2 separate regions of the Danio rerio genome follow, and region 2 is linked to region 1. A link is a contact called in public Hi-C data. All regions are on one chromosome and are shown on one strand. Each heading gives the region's core, a stretch centred on a gene start, on an enhancer-like site or on the middle of the called end of the contact. The rest is flanking DNA. Distances are from core to core; before and after follow the strand shown. Region 1 overlaps flt4 (fms related receptor tyrosine kinase 4). Region 2 holds the start of prelid1a (PRELI domain containing 1a).

Region 1 (6,498 bases), core at 3,771-6,270:
TTGGCGCAGAACAGAGCGCGATTACCCTGTTCACATATGCCAAACGAACCGCGCTAACTGGGCAAACAAGATACGTTCCGAAACAAAAGTGTAGGTGTTAAAGCACCCTGAGAGCATTGTTTTAAAGACTCTATTATTCTTATTATTGTAAATGGTGTATGCTTGTACAGCACTTTGTTAGACGTATAAATAAACATTGACCTGACTAATTCTAATGATTTACATCGACCGTGTCTTTCTCTCCATCATCAGATCTGTGCCATCATTGGCGGGACGTTCACCGTGGCCGGTATCATCGACTCCTGCATCTTCACAGCCTCTGAGGCCTGGAAGAAAATCCAGATTGGCAAAATGTCATGAATTGTATTTGCATGTCAATCACGCCTTTTATTTATGCCAGCCAAACCTCTGTCCACTCATCTTCACACCCCGTTATGACCCATACCAACCACAACCAGAATAATGTTGCGTCATCCCAGATGGCTTTTTCTGTGCGCTCATTCAGAGTCACATTTAATGTGAATAATTCCAGAGCTTTCATTTGGTGGAGGAAGGTGGTTTCCTTATTTCACTGCCATGCCAAATTCATCTGCACTTCTTAATGCAGCCTTGCGTTTAGAGAACTGCTGTGGAAAGAACCTGTTTTTTTTACTCGTAGGAAGGACACCTGGCTTTTCTCTTTTAATACTGTTTAGTGTTACAAGTGGCGTAGTGTGATTTTGAGAGGTCAGTGTGAATCCGCTTGAACAGAATTCCTCTACATTGGGTTGATTTTTACCCTCATTGGGACTGAACAGCATTAAAGGGTTAATCTCATGAAACCTCTTAAAGAATATTGCACCATAAAATGAAACACGAAATTTTTTTAATCTAAAGTATTTTCATGTTGGCTGTAATTAATAATGAAAAGTGTTTTAGTTTCACTTATTTTGTCAGTTTATTTACACATCTGAATTGTGTTTTGGTATTTTGATGTCTGATCTGCTGACATCTGATGTTAAAAATGAAATCATAAGTGTATTTTATTAACATTTTGGTTTTTTTAAGTGATATAGACACTACACTACACATTTGACTATTGAGTAATATGAATTAGTTGCATGTACTTACTATATACTTGGGTTTAGAATGACTTTTTATTTGGCATAATTCATTATAATTACAATAGTAAGTACATGGTGTATGTGTAACTATGTCACCTTAAATTAACGTGTCATTTTTGTGTAGTAGTTTTGAAACTATATATTGCATAAGAATAAATATATATACAAAATAAATCTGTAAAACTACAGAAAATGTACCGGCAGCTCATTACTCTTAATTTATGTCAAAAACTCCAATAATATATCATTTCAAACTACTAAAAACCTCAATAAAAGTCACTTTAAAGTGAATCTTTTTCCCTCTAATGTTGTCAGAGCAGAAATCAAGGTCCCATAATGCAATTCGAAAGTGAAAATAAATGCACTGCACCCATGAGTCAGGGAGATGAACAGATATTTTTAAAGTGTAGTGTAGATTGTTTATAGTTAACAGTTAAACTCTTTTGCTGTTTAACAAAAACGGGGGCTCGTCCGGGATTTAAATCATAAACTGTAAAAAGGGATTAGTTGATTTTGCTTAAAGTGAGTAAACCCATTGACACTAGGAATTTTTAAGTTGTCTAAATTTTATATGTTGACTTAATTTAAATATGCACATTATTTATTTGCTTAATAATTTTTAAGGCAGCAGCTTTTTTAAGTGAAGTCAACTAATCGCTTAATACGTTGTACCCCTAAACCCAATTCTCATTTTATTAGGCAGATTTTAAACACATCAGAGTAGTATCGCCTTTATCATTTGCAGTTTTTAATAGGTTTTAATGTTTTTTTTTATTGTTGACAGTCAGATTGAATATCCTAGTTAAATGTTGTACATTTTCATAAAAACACCAACACAGTTTTAAAGTTGTTACATTAGATTTATTTCCTCCACGATATATATATATATATATATATATATATATATATATATATATATATATATATATATATATATATATATATTTGTGAGTTAAGTGTTTCATGAGATTAACTTGTACATCATTTAAAGCAGTGTTTTTGTTATGCAGTGTGTATTCTCTGTTTTTCCATGGTACATTGGGTTTTCTTGCACTCGAGTGGCTTTCTGATTACAGGCCTCTATTTTGGTTTATTGTATTCACTTTTAAAGTGTTCAACTGAAGGGAAGTTTATGAATGTTTTTGTATTTTTTTGTATCCTAAAGGTTATCTTGAAGGAATGTTTTTAAGTTTATTTCCGTATCATTCAAGGGTATTTTGTGGCTTAATGATACTTTTATTTCCACAGCCCATAATGGTTTATTGGTTATCCTTTATTGTTTTGGAGATTATGCTGGAAACGTGTTGTTTATGTCTCGTCAAGCCCTGCCGTAAAGATCTTGAATCATTTCCTGCCAGTGTTATGACCGCAGATCTGGTTGAGCTGGTTACACTGGACCGTTCCTTATGAAAGTAAACAATGGTTCGAATCTGTGATGCGCTGTTGCGGTAGACATGGCAACTGGGGTATATTTTCATTCAATAAGAAACAGAAACCACAACACTACATTTCAACCTGACCAGTCGTTTGTTATTGTTTTAATCTAAGGACTCTGAAACTGCTTAGTTTATTTTTGTTGTTCTCGTTTTTTATCTGATGGTGGATCTCAACTTCCTGGTTGCACCTTTGTTTATCATGGTTAGATTAAACCACAGCAAAAGCCAGTTACGTTGTTGTATGTTTGTTCTTCTTTGTACGTCTTTTCAAAATTTGGGTTACCAATTATTTTTTACTTTCATTTCTTCAAAATGTTAATAAAGGTTTGCCATAATGTAATAAAAAGGAGAAAAAATAAATTATGGGGACATGTAAATCAAGAGTGAAGTTGTTTTCTTATTTCAGTTATTATTTGTTTTCTTTCAGTCTAATTGTCAGATTATAACCATTTCTACTAATAAAATGTGTTTTTCAAACATACATTCCACACTACAAAGGCAAAGTGCAGTAATTACTCATTTGGTTAAAACTGAGTAAATGTCTAGAAAAGGTTTTGTGACTGTCCAGATTCAGTTTTGTGCAATTTTGTAAAAGCAAGTTTGTACTATTTGCAGTAATTACAAAAGCCAAGCTAACATAAAAAAAATAAAATAAAAAAATTGGTAAAGGCATTTTGCATAGAGACTGCATTTTAACTTTGGAGGACAGCACACACATGTATAGTAGTGGCCAAAGTTATTAGAACAGCCGACAGATCTGAACACTTGATCTCTTTTACTTCTAAAACATTGATTTCATTTGATAATGGCTGCTTTGAGCACAGCCTTAATATTTGGTGGTATGTCCAAAACTTTTACAGTCATCACAGCAGCACATATCTCTGGTACACTAAAAATTATGACAAAGTGTCATGACAACAAATGTTTTTATGTTACTTTAACAAGTAAATCAGGTTTCAACTACAGCTACTATTTATATAAAGTTTAACTTAATATATCTCGGTCAGTTTTATTGATTGAAGTTGAGATGACTAGAAAAGTTCATTTGATTCAACTAAAAGATTTAAGGCACACTGTAAAAAAAAAAAAAGAAAAAATATATATATATATATATATATATATATATATATATATATATATATATATTTTCTTTTTTTCCCGGCAGTTGAGAAATTTACTGTAAAATAATGGACGTTAAATTACATAAATTTGCTGTAAAATTATGGACGTTAAATTACAGAAATTTACTGTAAAATAGTGGACATTAAATTGCAGAAATTTACTGTAAAATAGTGGATGTTAAATTACAAAGATTTACTGTAAAATAACAGCTATTAAATAACAAATTTACTGTAAAATAACAGATTTTACTGTTTGCTGTGAAATAACACGTTAAATGACATTTTCTGCCAAATTGAATTACAATAATTTTTTTAATTTAATGTCTGCTATTTTATAGGAAATTTCTGTTATTTAATGTTCTGTTATTTTATGTTGTTTTCTGGCTCCCCAGCTGTGTGAAATAACAATTTTTTTGTTTTTTTTTCAAAGTGCAGGAAGATTTTTTTTTTCTTTCAACACTGAACTCTAAAGGCTAACGTTATCCCATGACTTCTGCAACTGAACAAAGACTGTTCTGTTAATTATGTGAAGGAACATGAGTGCATGACATTGAAATAGCTGTGTGTTTGTGTGTGTGTTTATATACACGTACAGAAAATGACCTAGTTGTGCTTATGATGCCTCTGTTTTATGGTTTATAGACTTTGTTTAATTGAGTTATTTTTTAGCCCATTGTTTTAAATATTTTGAGGCGAGAATAAAATAGTTGAATGAAATGCATTTAAAATATAGCACAATACAATTTTTAAAAGTATTATAAAAAAATAGTACTAATATAAAATAATTAAATAACATTTCAAATGTTTGTCCTTTCAAGAAACATTTTTTCATGAATTGTGAAACCATACCATTGAATACACTGAAGAAATTATATGATCAATTAGTCCTGACAGCAAATGCGTATTAAACTAGGTTAATCATGTTCAATGGACTCATGGTTAATTCAGCTTACAAAGTTGTGGCAACCCACTTTTTTTTTTTTACAGTGTAGTAATGTAAATAAACATCTAATAAAAGGCTTTTCTTTTCTTAGTTGTTTTACTTCATACATTCGTTTAATAAAAATGTTTCCACTAATAAAAAAGAATCTGTAAATCCATTAATACATTCAAAATTGAACACAATCTGAAAACTACTTAATATCAAATATTAAGACCTCACCAGTCAAAATAAGATATATTCCTTTATTTTTTTTCTCCATTCTGCTTCATTTCTCATTATTTTGTACAAATAAAAGCTGTTTACTCTTTATATAAAGATATATGGAACTAAAGTGATAAAATACTTTATTGGTTTTGAAATTGATGTAATGGTGCCACCCAGTGGCTGCTGAGAGAATTTTACAAAGCTACAGTCAGTTCAGTAAGTGTGAGTGGGAGAGGGGGGTCAGGACTGGGATATGACTGGCCAATCAGTCTTGTTACAGGTTGGAGGTTGCCGGGCAGGTTTCCTTATAAACGGCCTGGTCTGAGGAGGAGAAGTAGTCGCTGACGCCCTCCTCTGACAGATGACCGTACTCGTTGTTGTAGAAGGTCTGGCCTGAGAGTTGAGTGAAGAACACTGGACGGAGCAAACCACCACCGCTGCCGCTGCTGCTCACCGATGGACAACTGATGAGGCGCTCAGTGCTTTGGCCCGTCGTCGCACTGCACAGTTCACACAATGATTAATATTGCTCTTATGAATAACTCATGACTCTTATGATCAAGTTTTCACCTACTGTGTCAACATGGCTCCTCTGTGCTTGTGTTCAAACCTCTCCAGTTCATCTGATGCCAAAACCATCCCACTGTCTGTCTGACTGTCCTGTAGAAACACTGTAACTGTTAGAGACTGTGTGTTTGTGTGAGTGTGTACAGTACTCACCATTTGAAGTGGATAACAAATTGGATAAGTGGATAAGTTATCAGAGTTGTAAAAGTATTCTACATCTATTCTTGTCTTTGGACAATTAAAAAAAATCCACTACAGATTTTGACTACTGTATTCATCTTTTTAAAGAAAAAAAATGTTGTATCGATTATGTATGAAGACTATTGTTTAAGAAAATATAAGGGGTCACCAACTTTATCATCATTTATTTCATTCATTCATTTTCTTTTCAGCTTAGTCCCTTTATTAATCTGGAGTCACCACAGTGGAATGAACCGTCAACTTATCCAGCACGTTTTACACAGCTGATGCCCTTTCAGCTGCAACCCATCTCTGGGAAACATCTATACACACTCATTCACATACATACACTACGGACAATTTAGCCTACCCAATTTACCTGTACCACGTCTTTGGACTGTGAGGGAAACAGGAGCACCTGAAGGAAATCCACGCGAACATGGGGAGAACATGCAAACTCCACACAGAAACGGCAACTGACCCAGTCGAGACTCAAACCAGCAACCTTCTTGCAGTGAGGCAACAGCAATACCTACTGCGTCACCCTCATTTATTTCATTTTTTAAAAATACTGAAAATCAACTCTTGATAATATAGCAGTTTATCTTCATGGTTGGACATTTTCATGTAGTGTTTTTTATTTTGTATAATTATATAGGTTTTGTCTTTATGACTTGGACATTTTTTTAGTAAATAGGGCTGTGACACCACAGGACAACAGAACGATCATTTTCAAGTGGTTCCAAAAAGTAAATATGTGAAAGTTCATTCATTCATTCATTTTTTTTTTTGGCTCAGTCCAGGGGTGGGCCAACTTGGTCCTGGAGGGCTGGTGTCCTGCACAGTTTAGCTCCAACTCTAATCAAACACACCTGCTTGTAGATTTCTAGTGATCTTGAAGACACTGATCAGCTTGTTCAGGTGTGTTTGATTAGTGTTGGAGC
Region 2 (6,256 bases), core at 2,322-4,821, 220 kb after region 1:
TGATTGTATCTATACTGTAAGGTGTAAAGGTTGTACTTGTATGCTAAATGTAAATGCAGAGATAACTATTGAATCATGTTCTTGTATGCCTCATGTGATGGCAGTGAAACAAAATAAAAATTGCTTTTGAATATTGCCTGTTTAATCTCATGTTTGAGAAAACCGCAAAAAGGGGAGCAGATTTATTGAAAGGAAAACAAATATATATATATATATATATATATATATATATATATATATATATATATATATATATATATATATATATATATATATATATATATATATATATATATATATATATATATATATATATATTTGCATGTTGGGTTTTATTTGGTTCAACACCTTATCAAATCTGCAAAAAACTGCAAGACAAAGCCGTGGCATCACAAGATATAAGGAAAAAGATTTAAAATGATCTGCTCCGCACCAACGTTTGGATGAAGTGGTTATGAAAACAAAACAATAATATCCACATTGCAGCTGTTGCATTATTCATCTTCAGTGCACAGCGCGGTGTTTTTCATGCTGTAATCACTTTTTGTTCAGTGTTGCACACAGGGGGCAAAAGGGGAGAGGAACCCTCAGAGAGTTTAATAAGCTGTGGCATAAACCTCCAGATTTGCTATACATTCAATAAGCTTTTAGATGATGTTTTGAACACAGATACTGTAAATAAAACATCAGATAAAGGTTTTCTATGTGTTATTCATCCTAATTTTTCCTATTCATGCAGTCTGGATGTGTTTTGTTTTCAATATGATTGGCTATTTTCTAAAATGCTTATTTCAGAAAGCTCGTTCTTGAGAACAGTAAATTGGTTTTCTACTAAATCTATTCTAAACAGCTATCTACAAATCCATGCAAATGGGGTTATTTGCACAGCATGCGTGTAATCATTGTGTATGGCAGTCTTCCATAAAATAAAAAATAAAATAAAATAACAATTTATTAAGGAAGTCACTAGCATATTTAATTAAAACCAACATTGTTGAACCACCATTTGCGTGAAGCAAATCTAATCAATGTCTGCCCTCTATTGGGCAGAGTATGCTTTTTCCCTTTTCAGAATCAGGAACAAATCTAAGGAAACTGATGTAACACTTTATTATTTTTCCTTAATAAACACCTAATTAACTAATTTATTATTAGTTAATTAGGAGTTGTGTTTAGGTATGATGATTGGATCATGCAGAATAATTAAACAGCCAATATACAAGCTAATAATCTACTGGTCCCCTTGCTAATGGCCCATCCTTCAAACACAACTGGAAACTAGTGAGAAAATGTGAAAGATTACTGCATTACTTTCAAATAAATGAAATAAACTTAAGCATCCAAAGCAACATTTGACATAATTAAGTAATCAATGACATATTGTTTAAGGTTACGTCCTGAGACGTATCTTCGGTGTGCACAAGGTGCTTTGTTTTGTTTTTCCCTCCCTCTCTGTCTGTGTCTCTCTCTCCCTGCAGGTATTTATTCCCACCTAGTAAATTTTGAAAATGCGCATAAAAAACTTATGTGCATAACTGAGTAGGATAAACTATTTATTAAACAAAGACAAGCAAAAACTACGATGGAACACTTTTACCGCACAAATATGCGCATTCAAAAGGTGTGAAAATGTTATGATGAAAATGTGTGCAAATGGACAAACCAGCAGGCTGAGCACACTGTAAACCATCTCAACTGTTGTTCTGGTCATTCTAAAACACCATACCGTTTCAATATTAATGTTATTAAATTATTATGACCTCCAGAATCAACAGCGTCAGTGCTCCGCGTCTGACACCTTCAAACACCACCGCGCATTCACTGTGTGTCACAATTGCCTTCTGAGGCGCAAGTCAATTATTAGAAGAAGAAAAGATTCACACAGCTTCTCTTACTGCAACAAATTTAGTGTTTAATGTTGATATTTGGTGCCAGTTAATCAGGAAGTGACTCATTTTTTCGCGCTGACTCGTTGGATGGAAACATTATTTGCATGTCTTGTATGCGAAAATCCAGTTTTGTGCATTAAGTTCATTCGCATTTTTGGATGAAAACAGCTACTGACAGGCACGTGGGAACGGTGGGCAGGGAAAAATAGCATTAAAGGCACAGGCAACAAAAACAGCTACATGGTGTTCAGAGCAGAAAATTCCAATATATTGAAAGGTATAAGAAAAAATCTGATGGGTGTTTTGAGCTGAAAATTTACGGACACATTCTGGAGGCACAAAAGACTTCTCTTAAATCTTGAAAACGGGGTAAAATAGGTGCCTCTTAACTTATTGAAATTTCTAATATATATATTTCCCTCTACAATGATGAACAATGGCCGCCAATGTGGTAAAGTGGTTGATATTTAACTCTTTTTGATAAAGTTCCACAAACAAACCATTGTATAAACCACATTGACAAGTGTTAAAACAAACAGACCGGGTGGTTCGAAAGACACACTCTCCTAATGACAAAGTTCCGAATTTGGCCCCTATGAGCTCTTTTATCCCATTTTTGACAGCATGCCATCTTAAATTGTGAAAATAACCCATAGAAGAAAGCTTTAGGGCAAATTACCTTTTTATTATTTAATTTTTTTTCAGCTTAGTCCCTTTATTAATCTGGGATCGCCACAGCGAAATAAACCGCCAACTTATCCAGCATATGTTTTATGCAGCGGATGCCCTTCCAACTACAACCAATCTCTGGGAAACATCCATATACACATTTATTCACACTCATACACTACGGACAATTTTCATTCATTTATTCATTCATTTTCTTTTCGGCTTTGTCCCTTTATTAAACTGGGGTCGCCACAGCGGAATGAACTGCCAACTTATTCAGCATTTGTTTTACACAGTGGATGCCCTTCCAGCTGCAACCCAGAGATTGGGAGAATATGCAAACTCTACACAGAAACTGACCCAGCCTAGGCTTAAACTAGCGACCTTCTTGCTGTGAGGTGGTGACAGCACTACCTACTGCGCCACCAGGCCCACTAAATTAAACTTTTAATTATTCAAATTTACAAATTCTGAACGAGGAAATAAGCTGGCTAGTTTGTTAATTACCTACAGGCTACAGTTTTAAAGAAAGTTTTAATAAAGTTTTTAAATAGGTTTTTAATGTTTTCACAGATTCCTAATTGTTTTTATGATAATAAATTTGTATTTTAAAAATTTGTATTGTTTCATCTTTATTCAAAATGTTTCATTTAAAGTTCTAATCTTGTAATACTATTGATAAAACTGTAATAAATTGTAAGTTTAAATGCACATTTCTAAATAAACACAAATTGTTTGACAAAATTGTAGGACATTTTTTGTTCCATCAAAAAGTGTGACAAGCCACAAGCCAATGCAGCAAAGATTAGAGCTTAAAATGTCCCGCAAATGCAGTATTTGGACCTCGATTTAATAGAGAATTGGGAGAATAACTGCAAAAAGATTCACTTTTTGAGAAAAAAGAACACTCCTTTCAATACGCCGACTACGGGCCTGGCGTTAACTAACAGAAATGTGAAGGAATGCACGTAAACAAAACTCTACAGTAATGGGGACGTCTCCCGGAAGTGTCGTCACTGACCATGACCTTACTCTCTTCAGTCACGTACAGTCATGTAGACGGGACAGACGAATGATCGAGAAATGTAGGAGTAGAGAAAAAATCACGAAAATCCACCTATTCTTGTTTACTCTGGTAAGTACCCATTCACGTTTATGTTTATTTATTTGTTAATGTTAATATTTTACTCGTGCTGCCCGAATCAGCTCATTCATTCAGAAAGTGGAAACATGCGTTAGCCGCGAGCTAGCGGTAATAGCACGAGTACCTTAGCCCATCTGCATGACATTTAGCTTAAGTAACGTTACATAAGAAAGGCATGGTTTATAATTACACTGTCACTGTTACATTGTTTTAATACTTGTCTGTACCAATATTATTCATTACAAAGTTGTCCAATGTTGCTAATTGTTTTGAAGTGTCTTCTGTTAAAATTGACATTCTATAGTCAGATGTCTAAGTTACTTTTAAAATCCAATGACTTGTCTGTCTAAACTTTGATATTCGTCCTCTATTTTCCGCATTATACCGTTAGTCTCAACAAAACCTTATTGTCTTGATGTATTATTTGACTTTTCTGGTTTAAGACTGAGTTAAATCCTCATCTAGATCTATTCTAATCCTGTTAAGTGTTTTTCTGCATATCTTTTGTGGACTTTGTAAAAGCGGTTTTCAATATAATTGCATAAAAACATAGCTAGCTGCTTGTTTAGATAATATTTTTGTTTCCACAAGCTTATTCATGTTTAAATGGCATGTGTAGTTAAGATTGAGGTCAAGCTTGTTTTATATTAACTTATTCACACTTTTAATATAATTTCACACAAGTATTGTTTGCAATTTCTGAACTGGGAAATAATATTAGGAGAAAATGACTATTAAAATACAACACTGTTGACAGTCAAAAGAGATAGTTTTGTTTTAAAGTCATACTTTGTTGGTATTAAATACTGAATATTCAAATTGGGGTGATAAACCATATAAAGACAAGTTATAGAGGTCAGTGGTTGCCAGTTCCTTGCAATTTCCAAAATATCTTCTTTTTTGTTTTTACAGAACACAAAATTCTGCTTGACTATGTTATTGAACGGCAAAGCCTGAAGGTGTCATTTAGTTATGTAGCTCGTGTTGTGTACTTTAAGAGACAGTTTGTGTCCAATTGAATAAAGTGTTAGTTTGATGTTTTTATTATTACTCGCCCTTCAGAACACAAATGAAGATGTTTTAAATGAAATCCAAGAGGTCTCCCATCCTCCATATACAGCTTGGGTCCTGAGCTGTTAAAAGTTCAGAAGATGAACCTAAAACCTTGCATGTGACTTCATTGGTTCAGCTGTAATCATACTATGCTCCCAAAAAAAGCTCCTTTGAGTGTCAGAAAAACAATGTAAATATGACTCTGTTTGCCTGTATATTGTCTTTATCATCATGTTGTCAGGGTGCATGTTTACAAAGAGCAGTATGACATATTGCGTCATATTTCTCAGAGTAATTAATAACAGAATTTTCTTTTTTGGGGATCTAATTTTTTATGCTGTGGATGCTCGTATAACAAAATGATGTATTGTGTTCGCTCATAAAACTTAAGTTATTAATAAGTTTCTCCATGCCTGTCCTTAAGATAGCACTTGTGTAGGTATTAGGTAACATCCATTATTTATTATTTAGTGTCTGTCTTTGTCTTTTGTTGCAGGTTTAAGCACAAGCAGGTTGAGAGGGAACAATGGTGAAGTATTTCAGCTGTGTGGGCTTTCTTAAGAGCTCATGGGACCAAGTGTCTTCGGCTTTTTGGCAGAGATACCCCAACCCCTACAGGTGCAAATCTAGGTTTTTTTTATAAAGTTTGATCGATTCACGATTTCGATTTTTAAAAAAAAAAAATTATTGTGTTACTAGTCTTCTCAAAACATTACAACAACATGACTGAAGTAACATTCTCTTTAAAGGTAACTTAAAAAACCATCTGGTTAAGCAACATTGTATTTTTATTGGCCTTGTCATACAAAAATCGGTCAAGGTGTAAATAAATGTAAAACAAATTCACGAGTCAAATATCCTTGCTGAAGATTTGAATAAGAAATATTTGTGTAAATATTGCAGTTGCAGGAATACAGAGGTATTTTTTGCAAGTTTTGCTGAGCCTAGGAAAGATTGGCTGTCACCTTGGCTTTGACTTTGTCTTCTGATTGAATGACAGGTTGTAATGCTGCTGCCTTTTTCTTAAAAAGATACAGTGGAGGAAAAGGACTGAACATGGAAACTGTAAAGCCTAATTTAACCCAATGTGTGAAGTTGTGGACGAATAGCAGGAGCAAATACAAGCACCAGATGTGTGTCTAATATAAATTAATATATTTAATCTATTTTTCTAATTCCCCCCTTTTAAATACCGATCATTTTATGCGCTTCGCACCACTCTCTGTATTATCCTGCCTGATCTGTCTGGTTTTCAACCAGGTCCGCTAAATGACGTCATGGGGCGGGTACTTTCATTTTTGACTGCTACATGCCCTCACCTCTGCTCGTGTTCAAACCAAAAGATCGGCTCGGTTTTTCACATGGCAGGCTTTTACGTCCTTCATACATGTTGAAATCCACACAGACGTGACTCATGCTAATGCAACAAGTAAAATCCTATATGACTACACGCTTCAACAGGCAGTTAAGAAGGTCGTACACCAGAAGCGCTGCGACACGG

Evidence for each region. A called contact is a pair of places that touch in the nucleus more often than the background predicts.
Region 2: a contact with region 1 is called in a Hi-C map of embryo, with 2.7 times the contacts expected there. The contact joins the promoter of prelid1a here to the enhancer-like site in region 1. A contact is called at or near these places in 2 of 18 Hi-C or Micro-C datasets (embryo and an unstated tissue).

The regions. Positions count from the first base shown.
Region 1 is chr14:18,092,566-18,099,063 of GRCz12tu, forward strand. It overlaps flt4 (fms related receptor tyrosine kinase 4), which reads right to left. Exons shown (of 30, transcript NM_130945.2): 29 at 5,382-5,467; 30 at 4,832-5,307. The coding sequence ends at 5,082. It overlaps ergic1 (endoplasmic reticulum-golgi intermediate compartment 1), which reads left to right. Exons shown (of 10, transcript NM_001029962.2): 10 at 253-2,767. The coding sequence ends at 360. Among named protein-coding and RNA genes, the nearest start is that of ergic1, 47 kb to the left of the region's middle. Within about 2 kb of position 5,021, at least 27 of the 62 cell types and tissues checked have an H3K27ac peak or open chromatin away from gene starts, as enhancers often do.
Region 2 is chr14:18,312,819-18,319,074 of GRCz12tu, forward strand. It overlaps prelid1a (PRELI domain containing 1a), which reads left to right and starts at 3,572. Exons shown (of 6, transcript NM_200366.2): 1 at 3,572-3,693; 2 at 5,252-5,373. The coding sequence starts at 5,282. It also overlaps a transcript of trim105 not described here.